Regions from separate parts of the Gossypium hirsutum genome. Here region 1 is linked to region 2. Evidence: chromatin contacts called from public Hi-C data. All regions are on one chromosome and are shown on one strand. The core of a region is the stretch at or near the end of the contact, and the rest is flanking DNA. Distances in the headings are between cores, read along the strand shown. Region 1 holds the start of LOC107899455 (transmembrane protein 230). Region 2 holds the start of LOC107899451 (transcription factor GTE6).

What was found. A called contact is a pair of places that touch in the nucleus more often than the background predicts.
Region 1: a Hi-C map of leaf shows a contact between it and region 2, with 1.8 times the contacts expected there. The contact joins the promoter of LOC107899455 here to the promoter of LOC107899451 in region 2. A contact is called at or near these places in 3 of 34 Hi-C or Micro-C datasets (anther, callus and leaf).

The regions. Positions count from the first base shown.
Region 1 is chrD04:19,000,134-19,004,131 of Gossypium_hirsutum_v2.1, forward strand. It overlaps LOC107899455 (transmembrane protein 230), which reads right to left and starts at 2,333. Exons shown (of 2, transcript XM_041092096.1): 1 at 1,921-2,333; 2 at 1,512-1,833. The coding sequence starts at 2,107. The coding sequence ends at 1,712.
Region 2 is chrD04:18,706,290-18,710,397 of Gossypium_hirsutum_v2.1, forward strand. It overlaps LOC107899451 (transcription factor GTE6), which reads right to left and starts at 1,429. Exons shown (of 9, transcript XM_016825176.2): 1 at 1,241-1,429; 2 at 359-484. The coding sequence starts at 484. It also overlaps the pseudogene LOC107899452.

The DNA.
Region 1 (3,998 bases), core at 1,083-3,582, 290 kb after region 2:
TTAAGAACCTTTTTAATTCTCTATTTCCTACTCAAGACTTGGCGATTACAGAAAGCATGCAACAAGCTTTGGAAAGAACCATTACCTCAAATTTCTATGAATCAAAAGTCATATGGAATAGGTAAAACAGAGCATACAAAGATATGCTATCTAGCCTATGTGGGAGGAAGAGTTAAAAATGCAGAGGAACAGGGTGTGGTGCAGAAGATCTTGGAATCTAATCCTGTTCTAGAAATATTTGGCAATGCAAAGACTGTCAGAGACAACTCAAGTCGCTTTGGAAAATTAATTAAAATTCAATTTGATCAAAGGGGAGAATGTGGAGTTGCAATTCTACATTTAGGATATATTGAGTTTGCTAGGGACAAGAAACAGATGCTTTTGAACCAAAGGATGATAAATCTTGGGTCCATCTAAAAGGTGCTGTATAACTTTTTACATGCGCCGAGAAGACTCTAGAAGAGAGTCCTTATGTAAATGTGTTCTTGTGACTCGTGATGAGACCACTTCAAATCACTGGATCCAAATGCTCATAAACTCCTAGTAGAGATGCTTTAGCCAAATTTGTTCGTTCAAAATTATTTGACTTGCTTGTGGAAAATAAATATTGCTATTGATCAAGATATAGAATCAAATCCCTTGATCAGTGTTCTTTATATTTATGAATTTGAGAGTTTTAAGACAACCAACTTTGAGCAATTCTGCATCAATTTAACAAATGAAAAGCAACAGAAGCATTTTAACCAACACATTTTTAAGATGAGTATGAGTTGGAATTGATCGAGAAATTTATGTTGAAGCAGTGAAAGTTTTCTCATAGGAGTTGAGTTTTACAAGCTGAAGCTGGGGAGACATGGGAGCTTTTTCATATTTTATTATTTCAAATTTATTTATTATGTATTAGGTATATTATGGACAGCTAAGGTTATTAGTTATCTAAAACTCTATTTGCAAGAAAGCCAGTGACTTTACTTGCAAGAAAGAAAGCCTATATAAATTAGTTGTAAGCTTTACAGACAACATTATTATTCATATTAGTTTCTTTGAATTAATATAAAGAAATTACAGGTTTTCTATAACCATACGTTTTCTAGTTCCAACTTTCTATTCATGTTTCAGCCCTAACTCTTTCTAATGCTGTTGTTCACTGTCGTAAACCACACCACATGCCCACTGATCCTTTACATGAAAGTGTACATATTTAACTTGTTAGTACAAATATCACCGAATCATACAACAGTTTGGTAAAAACACAGATAAAAAAGTCAAACATGCTGCCGAATTACATGCACTAATCACGCAAGCAGAGCAAATACAATCCTTAATAGCCTCTCCATCTACTCTTTCAAACAATGACAAACCTCTAGCCAATAACATATGCTAAAACTATTAATGAAAGGACTTCTTCAAGTACATGAGATCAATATAACAGCACAGGGTAAGGTAAGCCTTAAGAGATAGCTGGGTTAAAGAAATAAACATTGAGACTGATTTGTAATATTAAGAAACAGTAAATGGGAAGATTAGATATTATTTCATAAAACAACCACAACAAACAGGAATACTGGTCAGAATTGCACTATGAAACAAATAACATACAAAAGTGAAGTCAAGAAAAGAACTGGAGTCCGCAGGAACAAAACATTCAAAAGAAAGTAAATAAATGAAAGAGGATCTGTACATAGGGCAGAGAAGTTGAAGGAGAAGGGCTCTAGACAGGGGGAATGTTGGAGAAGGAGAAGCCTTTGTATCCCTTAAATGCATAATATGCAATCCTTGTATAATAGAAGCCTGGAATGAACAAAATGGATCCGAGTATTGCAAAGAAAAGCCCTGAAAGAAACAAATAGTAACCCAGAGATCAGCTAATTGGCCTAGCTTGAATGAAATTCAATTTATCTTTTAAGAAAGAAACAGAACCATGGGCGCGGTCACCGCCGACTTTGTTGACGGCCATGAAAATACCCAGGATGATCCCAAGGGTGCCAAAGACGAGAAGAGCGACAGCGAGGCCGATCTCCTTGTACGGAGGCCGATTGTTAATGGCGTGGGGAGTGTCCATCATGATATCCTCGTCGGATATCGAGAAGGCATGTTCAACGTACATGGTTACTCTAACTTCAGTATGCTATGCAATTAGATTGAGGAGAGGAACTTGGATTTAGATTTGGATTTGGAGGGATTCGAGCTAAGAAGAGGCGTCTTTCTCCCCCTTTCCCTAGAAGAAGAAGCAGATGAAAGGTCAAAATCAAAAATGAAAAAATGAAAAAAAAAATAGGCATTCACATTTCTCCTCTTCAGTTACCAATTAGGCAATTACCGTGGGCTACTCGCTTTCTCCGTTGATGGTTATTTATTTATTTTAATATTATTAAGCTTAAATGAAAAATTAATTTTTTTAAGAGATTAATTTTTAATTATAGCACTTTTTATTTAGAAATTTTTTTATATTAAGTGATATTTTAACTTTAGGTATCACTTTTGATTTAATTGTTATCTTATTAAAAAAGTTTAATTGAATTAAGGTGTTCAAATTATGCCATTTATCTAATTTATTTAAATGTAATTTTTTAATTGAATCAAATACCTAAACTATAATTTCATAATTAATGTAGGTCCTACCATTACACTCCATTAAAAAAAGTTAAAACTAATCAAATTAGGACACATGACATCTTTTTATTTATTTATTGTTTTCTTTTTAATTTTTTTTTCCTTTTTTTCAATTTTTTTTCTCAATTTTTTTCCACAATCACCAAACTTGTCATATTTGAAAGAATGAAAGAGAAAGGGAGGAGAGGGAGTGACAGCAAGAGGGTGAGATTGTAGCAGGGATAAAATGGAAAGGAGGAGAGAGAGGGAGAGGAGAGGGACGAGGAATGCGGGAGGAGGAGATGGATGGGGGGATTATTAGCTAAAATTCAAAGAATACAAAATGTACACATGATATGCAAATTCCACTAAAAAGCTATAAATGCATGTAATTTCACTTAAGAAACAAACAAAAGCTAAGTAAAAGAGGCATAAAATATAATCATGATGATCACTCATCATAACCCTACAATTAGTTTTTTGCTTGCCCTTAAGTAAAATTAGACATTAATGCAAATGCAACCAAGGGAATTTTTAACTAAAATTGACAACTGAAAATATCAATATATACAATTAAAATAACAGGTTTTGATGAATAAAGTCGAAATTCAATATGCTTAATAAAACATAACAACAACAATAATTTATATAGTTAGAAAGAATTAGAGAAAATAGACCTTGTATGTGACTATACTCAATCTAGCAATGCATAATATGCAAGTAGCATTAAGGTAATCAAGACAACTAAACCAAGTTTTAATATCCTTTCTAAGGTCACCTAAGACTTTAACGTTGTTAGTAATGTAAATTTATTCCAGCAGTTACAAATTATTATTTCCAATAGTTACAAAGTGTTTTTTATAGTTTCAAAAATATTAAATATTTTTCTAACCGTTACATGAAAATATTATCATTTTGTTCCTGCTAAATATTTTTCTAAAATCTTATAAATAGGAGGCATTTTTCCTTCATTTAATACACAACTAAAAAATAAAGCTTCTTCTACTCTCTCTCGACTCTCTTTCATTCTTTCTAAAACTTTAGAATTCTTCTTATATTGCATTAGAGGAAATTCTGTCTAGAAGTTTGAGTTTTAACTGGGACCATCTGTGATCCCTCCAAACTTTCCTAGGAATTTATTCTAGTGTGATTTTTTCAAGTTAATTCTATTTTTAGATTATTTCAAAAGAGTAGTACCAATTGAGTTCTACTTTCCTTATTCGAGTGTATGAATATTGAAGATGTAACGCCTTAAACCCGACCCAATCGTACGGCCGAATTCTGAAAGCTACATTGGCCACAAAAATGACCCAGAAAAATTTTCATAACTTTAAATGTACTTTTTAAATCATTTACGCAGCTCATTCAAACTAGTAAAATCGAATGTTCAGCTTAATTTTCAAATT
Region 2 (4,108 bases), core at 179-2,678:
GAAAAAAAATTAACCAATAGTTCAATTTAAATTAAAAAATCCAGAAACTGAGAATCCAGAAGCAGCATGCTTTTTCCTTTTTGGAACTAAAGCACTAAGATCAGCATTGTATTTACAAAATTTATGGAAATAGTCAATAGAAGCTAATACGGTACCATATTATATGCAATATAAAAGTACATTCCCTACCCTATTCATTATATACTTCTATTTTGAAGGTTATACTCCTACATAACAGTAAAACAGATACAAACAAGTGCAATTATACAATTATTTTTAGTAGTCCATCTTTTAACTGTAAACCATTAAATAAACTCAAGAGGAAAGAGATGTCACAAAGTCCTAATTTATCACTTACCTCGTCAACCTTTTGAAAGATTTCATCAACCCGGATTTTGAACTGCTCCGCTTCCGCACTATTATCTTTCGAAATTCCAGTTTCAGCAATTTCAAAATCAGGAATTGATGCCATTACCTGTTCCATCTAACCATAAAATGGAAGACGAAAAACTAATGAATGCCATGTAACTATTAGATCATAAGCATATACCAGTAGAAACATATGCAATCATGGAAGTACAATGAGAATACATACAGCAGCAATACCAAAAGGAAACAGGAAAATTTGAGGAAAAACTATACAGGACTTATATCACTATAGTTTTGAAGGACAAAAAATTCAAAATTCTTACAATTATCATAGGAAACACCATTTTCGAATTTGTATAGCCATTAGATAAAAAAGCAAACTTCCCCACAATTTTGCCAATCAAAATTCAAAATTCTCAACATCCCCATCATTCCTAAAATGAAGAAAAACAAGAACCCAAAATTCAAAAAAGCCTAATGCATATCCACCTATTCAAACTCATTCAGTCAAGTCTATAGGTCTTACATTTCAACTTCAATACCCCCCACTAAAAAGAATTAGAAGAAAGATTGATGTTCTTTAAAACAGAAACACTAAACAAGTAAAAAGTAACCCCCAAAAAAGGGGGACATTTTAACCCCTTTTTTTTTTCCCTTTTGGAGGGGTTCAACATAAAGATAAAAAACCAAAGGTTTTCAAGTAAACCCCATTATCAGATCAACCCCAAAAGAGCACAAAAACTAATCAAACTTCCAAAAAAAGAATGATTTGAAGACATGAAAGAGAAGAACAAGTGGAAACACATTCAAATACGTATAAAAGGTACGGATAAACATAAGAAAACGTAGAAACGTAGAGAGAAAAAGCTACCAGAGAAGAGGGGGAGTTCAATTAAGGAAATGAAAAACCGCTTATAAAGGAAATGGGAAATGAAAAATGATTGAAGGGAGAGTTTCGCTTTCAAGTTTCAAAGGACTATTCGGCCGTCGCGTTTCTACTGCTCTGGGTGCGATGCGTGCTCGGCTCTTATGGTTTTTTTGTCTCCACCAGAGGGAAACGATGTCGTTTTCCTTTGTATTCTGTTACATCACAAATATTATGATCTTGTCGTACAATCAATTATTAATGTAAATGTGGTTAAATTGGTAAAACTTTGTCATAAGTCCCTGTACTATTCATAAGTTTGAAATTTAGTCTTTATACTTTTGCTTTTAGTAACTTAGTTTCTATACTTTTCAGATTTTAAACAAAATTTAAGTTCAACTCTTAACACTATTAAAATTATATTATTAATTTTAGGTTCATTACAATGTCGTTTGTTTAGTTATATTACACAAGTGAGTTTTTTTTTTATTTCAAAATGCCATTACAACAAATTTAACAAAAGAAATTTAACAATATTAAAATTGAACTTGAATTTTGAAATCTTAAAAATAGATGGACTAAATTACTAAAAATAAAAATTACAAAGATTAAATTTTAAATTTGTAAAAAAGTATAAGAAGGTATGACATATTTTAGCCTCATTAAATTATATATTTTAAGTCTAATCATTAAACTCTTAATTATATATCAGTTCAACTCGAAATTAATTAAAAAATAAAAATTATATTTTTATTATAAGGGTATTTATGTATTTAATAATTTCATAATTTTTAAACCTTTTGGGAATATAAAATTTCAAATTAAAAAATTTAAATGAATGAGTAGTAAAATTAGAATAATCAAAGTTATTTGGATGCAAGTCCAAACCTTTAATATAAAACCAAGAAAATGAGAAGAAAATAATATTTATCTCCATCTCCAAAACAAAGAAATGTGCCAAAATCCAAACCAAAACTCTAATACCTGTATTTATCAGTCAAGTTTAATCTATCAATTAATATTTATTACACATTTTTTACTAAATAAATGTGCATTAAAACAAACCAAAGTTTAGATATCAAAATGCTAGGTATAACAAACATTCAAAGCCAATAAGAGTCCAGGAATCCACCTAAAATCTCCTGTATTTAACATGGACACATTTTAAAGAGTTTGAAACTACACAACGGACTCACCACCGCCTATCAAGAACCCAGTTCTGCGAACAATATCCTCGACGGTGATGACTTGAAACTATAACTATTGAAACAACTGACTATGATGGACATAACAAAAGTTATGTTGTAATGATATAGTTTGGTTGGATCAACTAAAATCCGCACGGTTCACTTGCCACCCTTCTTGGCAGCAGACTTGGTCACCTTGGCTCCAGATGGATCTTTCTTCTCCACGCTCTCGATAACGCCGACAGCAACAGTCTGCCTCATGTCCCTCATAGCAAAACGACCCAGTGGGGGATACTCAGCGAAGGTTTCCACAACCATGGGTTTGGTGGGAACCATCTTAACAAATCCTGCATCACCATTCTTCAAGAACTTGGGTTCCTTCTCAAGCTCCTTACCAGAACGCCTGTCAATCTTGGTCACCAGCTCTGCAAACTTGACTGCAATGTGGGAGGTGTGGCAATCAAGGACAGGTGCATATCCATTTCCAATCTGCGCTGGGTGGTTCATGATGATGACTTGGGAAGTGAAATTAGCTGCCTCCTTGGCAGGATCATCCTTCGAGTTCGAAGCAACATATCCTCGCTTCAGATCCTTCACAGCAACATTCTTGACATTGAAGCCGACATTGTCACCTGGAAGAGCCTCTGTAAGAGACTCATGGTGCATCTCAACAGACTTAACTTCAATGGTCAATCCAGAGGGACCAAAGGTTACAACCATACCAGGCTTGAGGATACCAGTTTCAACACGACCCACGGGGGACAGTTCCAATACCTCCAATCTTGTACACATCCTGAAGTGGAAGGAGTGGCTTGTCAGAGTTGGACCCTTGTACCAATCAAGGTTGGTGGACCTTTCAATCATGTTGTCACCTTCAAAACCGGAGATGGGGACAAAAGGAATCTTCTCAGGGTTGTAACCAACCTTCTTCAAGTAGGAAGACACTTCCTTCACAATTTCATCATACCTAGCCTTTTGAGTATTTGGGGGTTGTGGCATCCATCTGTAAATGAAATAAATAGATATGTCATGCATAAGAATAATTACTAATTACAAGGCAACCAATTAGAAACTACTGAACATAAAAGCCTGAATGCAATGACCTACCTTGTTGCAGCAGCAAATCATTTGCTTGACACCGAGAGTGAAAGCAAGCAGAGCATGCTCACGGATCTGTCCATCCTTGGAAATACCTGCCTCAAAACCTCCAGTGGTAGAGTCAATGATAAGGACAGCACAGTCGGCCTGGGAGGTACCAGTAATCATGTTCTTGATAAAGTCGCGATGTCCAGGGGCATCAATTACAGTGCAGTAGTATTTGGTGGTCTCAAACTTCCACAAGGTAATATCAATGGTAATACCACGTTCACGCTCAGCCTTCAACTTGTCAAGCACCCAAGCATACTTGAATGACCTCTTGTTCATCTCAGCAGCTTCCTTCTCAAACCTTTCAATGACACGCTTGTCAATACCTCCAAGCTTGTAGATCAAGTGACCAGTGGTGGTTGACTTTCCAGAGTCAACATGGCCAATTACGACAATGTTAATGTGAGTCTTTTCCTTACCCATTCTGCAGTATTCCCTTCAAGCTGCACCAACATACATATCAACAAAGTCAAACTAGAATTCTACACATAATGATCAGCCAAAAAGAGCAACAAGAAAAACAATGAACATATTAAACCCA